Linked DNA regions of Gossypium arboreum: region 1 is linked to region 2. A link is a contact called in public Hi-C data. All regions are on one chromosome and are shown on one strand. The core of a region is the stretch at or near the end of the contact, and the rest is flanking DNA. Distances in the headings are between cores, read along the strand shown. Region 1 has its middle 23 kb from the start of LOC128296236. Region 2 overlaps LOC108461845 (protein argonaute 16).

Region 1 (3,881 bases), core at 26-2,525, 39 kb after region 2:
CCAGAGGTGATTTGCAATTGGTTCAGAAAATTCCCCCAAGTCTAGTAAAGAGTTGAAAATTGTAGAGAGAAAACACTCCAAGTAGGACGCATTGTCAGCAAAAATACTGAAAGAGCGTCCGACTAGAAGCATTTTCAGTATCGTATCAGCTGAAAACGATTCCAGATGGATGCTCTTTCAGTGCTTCTAATGATAGTGCATTACTTAGAGTGTTTTCTTTTTGTAAATTTCAACCCCAGCCTTATTCCAAGAAACCCATCATATATCCCACGATTCCCGGGATATATTTTTTGAACCTAACTGTTCGAAAATAATAGATTAGAGAATAAATAATTTATCAAAAAATCAGATCAAACTAATATTGAGAAGGTGAAAACAATAAATAACTAATATTTCATCCTTGCCGAGTAGATCGAGTTTCAATTATGAATCCAATTCATTTTTCCAATTAGAATATACGATTGGTGTAAATACAATATTTTAAATTTTAAAATAAATTATTATTTAACATCTTAAAATATTATTACAAAATAAATAATTAAAAATATGAAAAAACCCTAAACCTTAAACTTTATTTTAAATACCAAAAACCTTAACCCTAAAACCAATAACTTTAATTTAAAAAATCTGAGTTTGAAAAATAGGGAAAAATGTTTCCAACTAGAACCATTTCCCAAAAAATGGCATATTCTCATAATTTTTCCTAAGATCAATCTATTCATGTAATTTTTTTTGCCATTTATTTGTAAAGTAGTTAAAATTATATAGATTAATATAATAAAAATATATTTTTATCTTAAAATTTAGATTCTACTCGTAATTTTAAATATTTAAAAAAACTGTAATAAGATTCTTTTGTATATTATAGCATCTTGACACTATTCTATAATATAAAATTATGAGATAATTAAAATATTAATAATTATAAAATTATAATATCATTTCATGCTATAATATTACATTCAACCAATCAAACTCCATTTAATATAATAAATTCTATATTTTATCTCTCATTTTGAAATTTTGAGTGTTAGTTATCGTATCACGATTTTGAGTGTATTCACGTTTGTTTATCTCGTGGTCCTAAGACATTTCCTCGTCGATTAAATATCCCACGTATTCACCCTCTCGCGTTTCCTTCTTCTTTCTGTATGTTTAGGATGAGAATTTTTTTTTTTTTGGGCTACGAGGATTAGTGGGCCCACACCCAACTCTAATGCAATGGTCCAGATTGCACAATCGCTCGTTTCCATTTGACGGCGACGATTTCTGGCTTTCCTTTCATTTCGGTGATGGACTAGAAAACTGAAATAAATAAAATTAATTAATAGATATTTCGCGCGCTGCTCCGATCGATCATTAAATGAACTTTTCAAAGACAATTATACCCCTCAACTACTATTTCATAAACCCCGTGAACACGATTAAGGGGCAATTTCATCATTTCAAAGAAACACTCTGAAAAGACAAGTTGGCAAATTTTATAATTAGTCCCTGTATTTTACTCAACTCATGCAATTAGCCTTTATGCTTAATTTTAATAAAAAATTTATAATTACAATATTTGAAGAGAGGTAAAGGATAGCAGGAGTTGAGCCTATGTGATCTAGGCTCCAAGTAAATCTTGAGTAATAAATTTAATCCTTTTATTTCTAATATGTTGAATCCAATCGTTACAACAATTTTATATTAAAATCACACATCAATAACAAGTAATAACAATTTTTTAAAAAACCCAAAAAACCTTACAAATAATTTTATTAAAAGAAAAAAATAATTTTAAATTTAAAAATAGATTTGTAATAATGCAAAAAAAATCTAAATTTTGTTAAAATTTTAGAAAATAAAAAATCTAAAAATTAAGATTTTTGAAATTTATAATTTTAAACTATACAAATTAAAAAAATTAAAAATAAAATTTATATCTTTTTCAATAATTATTTTATAATTTTAGGTCTTCTATAATTTTATTTTGTTGAACATATATATATTTTAATAATTTATGAAAAAATAAATATTGTAGGATTTGTTAGAGAATCCTAAATTTTTTTTGCTAAAATACAAAAAATATTTTAATAAATCCAAAGTGTTGAAATTATAGAAAACCTAAAATTATAAAAATATTAACCTATATAAGTTCAAAAATATTAAAAACATATTATTTTATATAAATTTACAATTTTTTCCTAAAATTAAAATGTTAAAATATTATTTTTGCTTGAATTAATGATTAAATATTCCAATAATTCTCATTTTCCAAAAAACTAGATAGTTTTTCGTTGAGAAAATTTAAAATGAATGATTACTTTTCTTTTCCAAAATTGGTGAGGAATGTTGGAATATTGAAAAAAGAAGTTAATTTGTCGAAAAATTGATGGTGTTGAGGAGTAAATTTTTTATTATTTCCAAGCAATATTTTTACAGTTTTAAGGTAAAATAAAAATTTAAAATAGCCTTAACTTATATAAAGAAGTCATTTAAAGTTCTTATCAAACATCTATTTGATTCATGTTTAAATCATGTTAACCTCATCCTCACCCTTAATATTGTATAATTTTTTTAAAAATATATACACAAAACCATTTTAAATTTCACTATATCTTTTATAATTTCATAATTTTTATATAATTTTATCCAATATATAGTTTCAGAAAAAGAATCTAATTTTTTAAGATTTTTCAATTTTTTGTAATTAAAAAATATAATTTCAATTGAGGAAACCATTTTTTAACTAAAAGCTAGCTAGACATATTTGATAAAACATGAAAAGTTTCATTTTTCAAACATGAGGTTTTTATTTAGAAAACAAGAGTCGTCATTGATTTTTTTTATTAAGTGTGATTGAATATTTATAAAATATCTTTTAAAAAGAAAATTTTTAAATATATATATTTTTATTGGCTAAATTAGCATAGAAGCCATTTTTTTAATTAGGCCCTTTTTTTAATTGGAGAAATAGGTCATTTTTAAGAGAGAGAAAGGAAAAGTGCATCCAATTGGACACGCTTTCCCTTTCACTCTCCCAAGGTTAGGGTTTGTATTGTCCTTAAGATTTAGGGTTTTGGGATTTAGGTTCAAGGTTTATGGTTTTAGGTTATTTGAAAAGGTTTATGGTTTTTGACTGAAACCACGGAAGTTCATAGGTAGATTTGAAAGGTCGGAGATGTGATAATGTGCCTCAAAACACATACATTTCATATGTCATGGTAGGATAGGACCATCACCTTTGAAACCCGTCGTGGGAAAATCTGGTTTCGAGGTAATAATGCTTGATACGATTATGGGTTGAAGTCTAGGTGGAGGTCCCATTTGGCAGCCATGACGCGGTCACGGGTTCGAGTATAACTAGGGGGCCAAGTGACGGTCGTTATGCGGTCAAGAGTTCAAGCTTTTTAGATACCCGCAAATGATGCCTTATATATTTTATACATAAGATTGAGGCTATAATCATACTGAAAAACTCTAGAGACTTTCGGTGTAATAAATGTAATTTTTTTCTTTATTTCCGAGCAATTGGTATCTTTGACCTTTCATTCTTATCCAAAGCCTAAGATTGAGGTGGATACAAGAGGTCTCTCAAGTGGAGAGTGGATGTTTTGGCATAATAAAGGTCAAACTCAAGTCAACGCGGTAGCGGTTGTAGTTATTATTGGCTTGTTTAATAATGAAAATCATCGTCACCTTGAAAGGAGTATCACATTTACTGCATCGCAACAGCCGTTCCCTGTCTAAAAGTTATCTTGCATCCACGACAATGTTGACCTTTGAATAAGAAAGAAGGTTAATGGTATCGGTTGCCTGGAAATGGAAAAAAGTTACACCAATTATAGTGGGAAGCCCTAAAGTTTTTTCATATGAATATGCCCTCAAACTTCTGTATG
Region 2 (3,649 bases), core at 116-2,615:
TTTAAGATGTGAAAGAAAAAATGGAAGTAATTATTTCTGTTTTCTTGTATGAACCAATCATACTCTCTTTACGAATGGTTGGTTGAACAATTTAATTCATCACTTAAATAATTAGTTTTGACGATTTTCTTAGGGATGGAGTAAGTGAATCACAGTTTAACCAAGTATTAAACATTGAGCTGGAGCAAATCATCAAGGTACATTCCGGACTACGGTTTATCTTTTTCATCTCAATATAACCATCATCTCCCTGAGTAAGGGCTATGGGGCAGCATATTAATTGTGTTACAAGATCCTGCGAAGGGTTAGTTGAGGGCCTCATATTCTCTTGATAATAGTCAATTCTTAGATAGTTAAACATCCTTTACGCAGTCATATCAGTTTCTGGGCGAGTCTGATGTTCCCAAGTTCACAGTAGTTGTTGCTCAGAAGAATCATCATACAAAATTATTCCAAGCTAATGCCCCTGAAAATGTTCCACCAGGTTTGCTTCTGATATTTCATTTTCCTCTAGTTTATTACTTTGTTGGTTCACTCTCTCGCTTTCCTCTGCAGGGACAATAGTGGACACAAAAATAGTGCATCCGAGAAACTATGATTTCTACATGTGTGCTCATGCAGGGATGATTGTAAGTGATTTACTGTTACTATCAAAATTCTCTGTTCAATCTTGAGACATTATGTAGCAGCCGTGTTGGTTTTTGCTTCTGAATAATATATGCATACATGTGAATAAGATCCTCCGTTGCATTGTTTCAAATCTAACAGGGAACATCTAGGCCAGCTCATTATCATGTCTTGCTTGATGAGATAGGTTTCTCTCCTAATGACCTGCAGAATCTTATCCACTGTCTTTCCTATGTGTAAGTTGTGAATAAGCTCCATCTGCCATCTCTAACATCGTAGGAAGTAGCAGGCGTTTTTAATCAATTACATTTTGCCAAATGCAGATACCAAAGGAGCACGGCAGCAGTCTCAATAGGTAATTTTCCCCTTATCCTACACCCTGTTCATGTTTAGCAAGTCATTTGTATCAGTCTCATTAATATTTCATAAACCTGGGTTGTATTTCATATCCAGTGGCTCCTATTTGTTACGCTCACCTTGCGGCATATCAGATGGGCCAATTTTTGAAGCTGGATGAACATTCAGAAACATCTTCAGGAAACGTAACATCCACAGGAAGTATCCTTGTGCCAGACCTTCCGAGGCTGAAAAAGAATGTGGCAAGTACAATGTTCTTCTGTTGAGGGGATCGCCCATTTCAGTAAATACATGTTAGGCTAACTGTAGATAGTTTGGGTAGGCTAGGGGTATACAAAGCATACAACTCCAGGCTTTTGCTTTTGCTTTTGTGATTGATTATTGAGGCTGGCTGGCTTTAGCAAGCACAAGTTTTTGTTTAAACCATGACAAGGTTATGTTGAGGGGTTAGGAGCCATTGGTGTATCTTATATTTGTTTCAGACCTTACTTTAGTCAAAATCCTGTTATTGCTTAGAAGCTTCATTCTGATAGAAAAGCTTTTTTTCCGTTACTTCTACTTTTCTTTGAGCTTTTAGGATCTATATTTAAAGTGTGAATACAAGAAAATGTTTGATTTGAGCTGGGGGTGTTAGGAGTAAGTGTTAAGTTGAATAAAGTGAAATGAAATTTAAAGTCAAATTGAATAAAGTGAAATTTTTGAATTAAATTAAAAATTAAATATTTCAAATTAAAATATTATTACAGTATAATTAATTTTTGTTATCATGTAAATTTAAAATTATATATATTTAAAAAATTTACAGTAGAATAATAAAAAAAAGATATTTTAGTATGTTACTTGAATTTAAATTTTTAGAATTTTTTAAAATGTAAAATTTGAAAATTTTATAAATATTTGGAATTTTTATAATTTTTATTGAGAGATTAATTTGTTCATTTTAAAATTGATAAGAACAAAAAGTATTTACATCAATTTTTAGTTAAATTATTTTGAGTTAGAATTACAAAATTTTACTTCAATTATTTACTCGAGTTGATTTGAATAATTTAAAAGTTAATATTTTTTATTTTTTAAAATTAATTTCTTTTTTAATCAAATTAAATTTTGTTCATACCTACCAATAACTAAAGTAGAATAAAAATAGAATATGGAGAAGTCAACGTGGGTCAATTGGACTTTATCGCCAGAAACTACGACCTTGTCGTGACTTGGATGGCCGCGTCGGCATGGAATGGACACGTAGCATTAACAATCAGCTGCAGCTGAGATCACCCAGAGGTATGGTTCTGCACCTAATCAGGTTCATTAATTTCCTAACACGTGGTCCGGTAATAGCACAAAAAGCACCTGCTTTTTTATTATTTATGACGCACCTCATTATTATCACTTTCATCGCTTTTGTTTGTTTTGCTGGGAGAGGGGCGTTAGAGTTTGAATACTTTTATTATTATTACTGTCCTTTTTGAGAAAAGCTTTTATTTTCTTGTGGCGAAATTAATTGTTTTGGACTATAATACTCTATCCAACTTTGCACTACTATACTAAAAGGCTTTACAATAAAGAGAAAAAAGAAGAGAAAAATCTGACTGAAATGACCACTTTAGCCTTGGTGTTTTTTGGATTAGATTTAGAATGTTATTTAATGAATAAATAAATAGGAACTAGTATGTGTTTCCGTTTTAAGTTTGGTAGAAGCTAAACAAAGCTCTCCACACCTGGTCTTTGTGGGCCAAATAAAAATTTCCACATTTCTATTTGCTTCTACTCTTCTAACCAACTTTGATGGTCTTAGTAATTTTTTTAATTAGACGATAAGGTCCTTTTCATTGTTGGCACTTTCCTAATTCCATTAAAATTGATTTTTGTGGTCAAAATAAGAATTTAAACAATTTTTATTTTAAAAAAGTTGTTTATATGGTTTGAAAACCTACTATTCAACAAAATATGGGGGTAACCTTTGAATTTTCGAAATTGTCATTTTATTTAGATATCTTTTTTTCACCCTATAATTTTTACACAGATCTCAAACATTTAAATTTCTTAAATCATATATTATGATATCCCATTGATATGTGAGTAAATTAATTTGAGGTACAAGTCAATTCAATATTTATAATGATTGATTATGAAAAAAAATTTGGTAAAAATTATGGTAAAAATTTTGATATGATTATATGTTACAATTTCAAAAGAAAACTAGATTTTTTTCTAAAAGAATAAGATTGTCTCCGTTTGGATTTTCAGACCAAACTTTTATTTAATTATAAAATTAATTTTGTAATATTTTTATATAATAAAAGGAATTTATCAACTGGATAGAGGGATATGAGGGGTTTGTGAGTAGTTATTCAAGATAAAAGGTGAAAAATGTGGAGTAACTTACAGTAAGTAGGTGTGAGCATTTGACCGAATCGAGTTGAATCGAGTAAAAACTTTTCAAGTAAATTCAGTTGACAAGTCTTATTTTATCATCCTAACTCGATTTGAAATTTTTTCGAATCAAGTCGAGTGAAATGAAATTTGAGTTGAGTCGAATCGAATCGAATCAAGTGAAATTATAACGCCCTCAACCCGATTCGATTAACCAAACTCGAATCTTGAGTGTTACCACATAAATACGAACAATAACTTAGTCTACTTATACAAATTTCAATCAAATTAC

The links. Hi-C and Micro-C count contacts between places; a contact is called where the count stands out from the background.
Region 1: a contact with region 2 is called in a Hi-C map of leaf, with 4 times the contacts expected there. The contact joins two enhancer-like sites.

The regions. Positions count from the first base shown.
Region 1 is chr7:52,057,671-52,061,551 of ASM2569848v2, forward strand. No RefSeq gene overlaps it. Among protein-coding and RNA genes, the nearest start is that of LOC128296236, 23 kb to the right of the region's middle. Within about 2 kb of position 1,276, at least 2 of the 2 cell types and tissues checked have an H3K27ac peak or open chromatin away from gene starts, as enhancers often do. A contact at or near this core is called in leaf, where this site is marked.
Region 2 is chr7:52,018,121-52,021,769 of ASM2569848v2, forward strand. LOC108461845 (protein argonaute 16) reads left to right here. Exons shown (of 23, transcript XM_017761845.2): 18 at 134-197; 19 at 373-484; 20 at 556-629; 21 at 769-863; 22 at 951-982; 23 at 1,081-1,521. The coding sequence ends at 1,250. Among protein-coding and RNA genes, the nearest start is that of LOC108461845, 8.2 kb to the left of the region's middle. Within about 2 kb of position 1,366, at least 2 of the 2 cell types and tissues checked have an H3K27ac peak or open chromatin away from gene starts, as enhancers often do. A contact at or near this core is called in leaf, where this site is marked.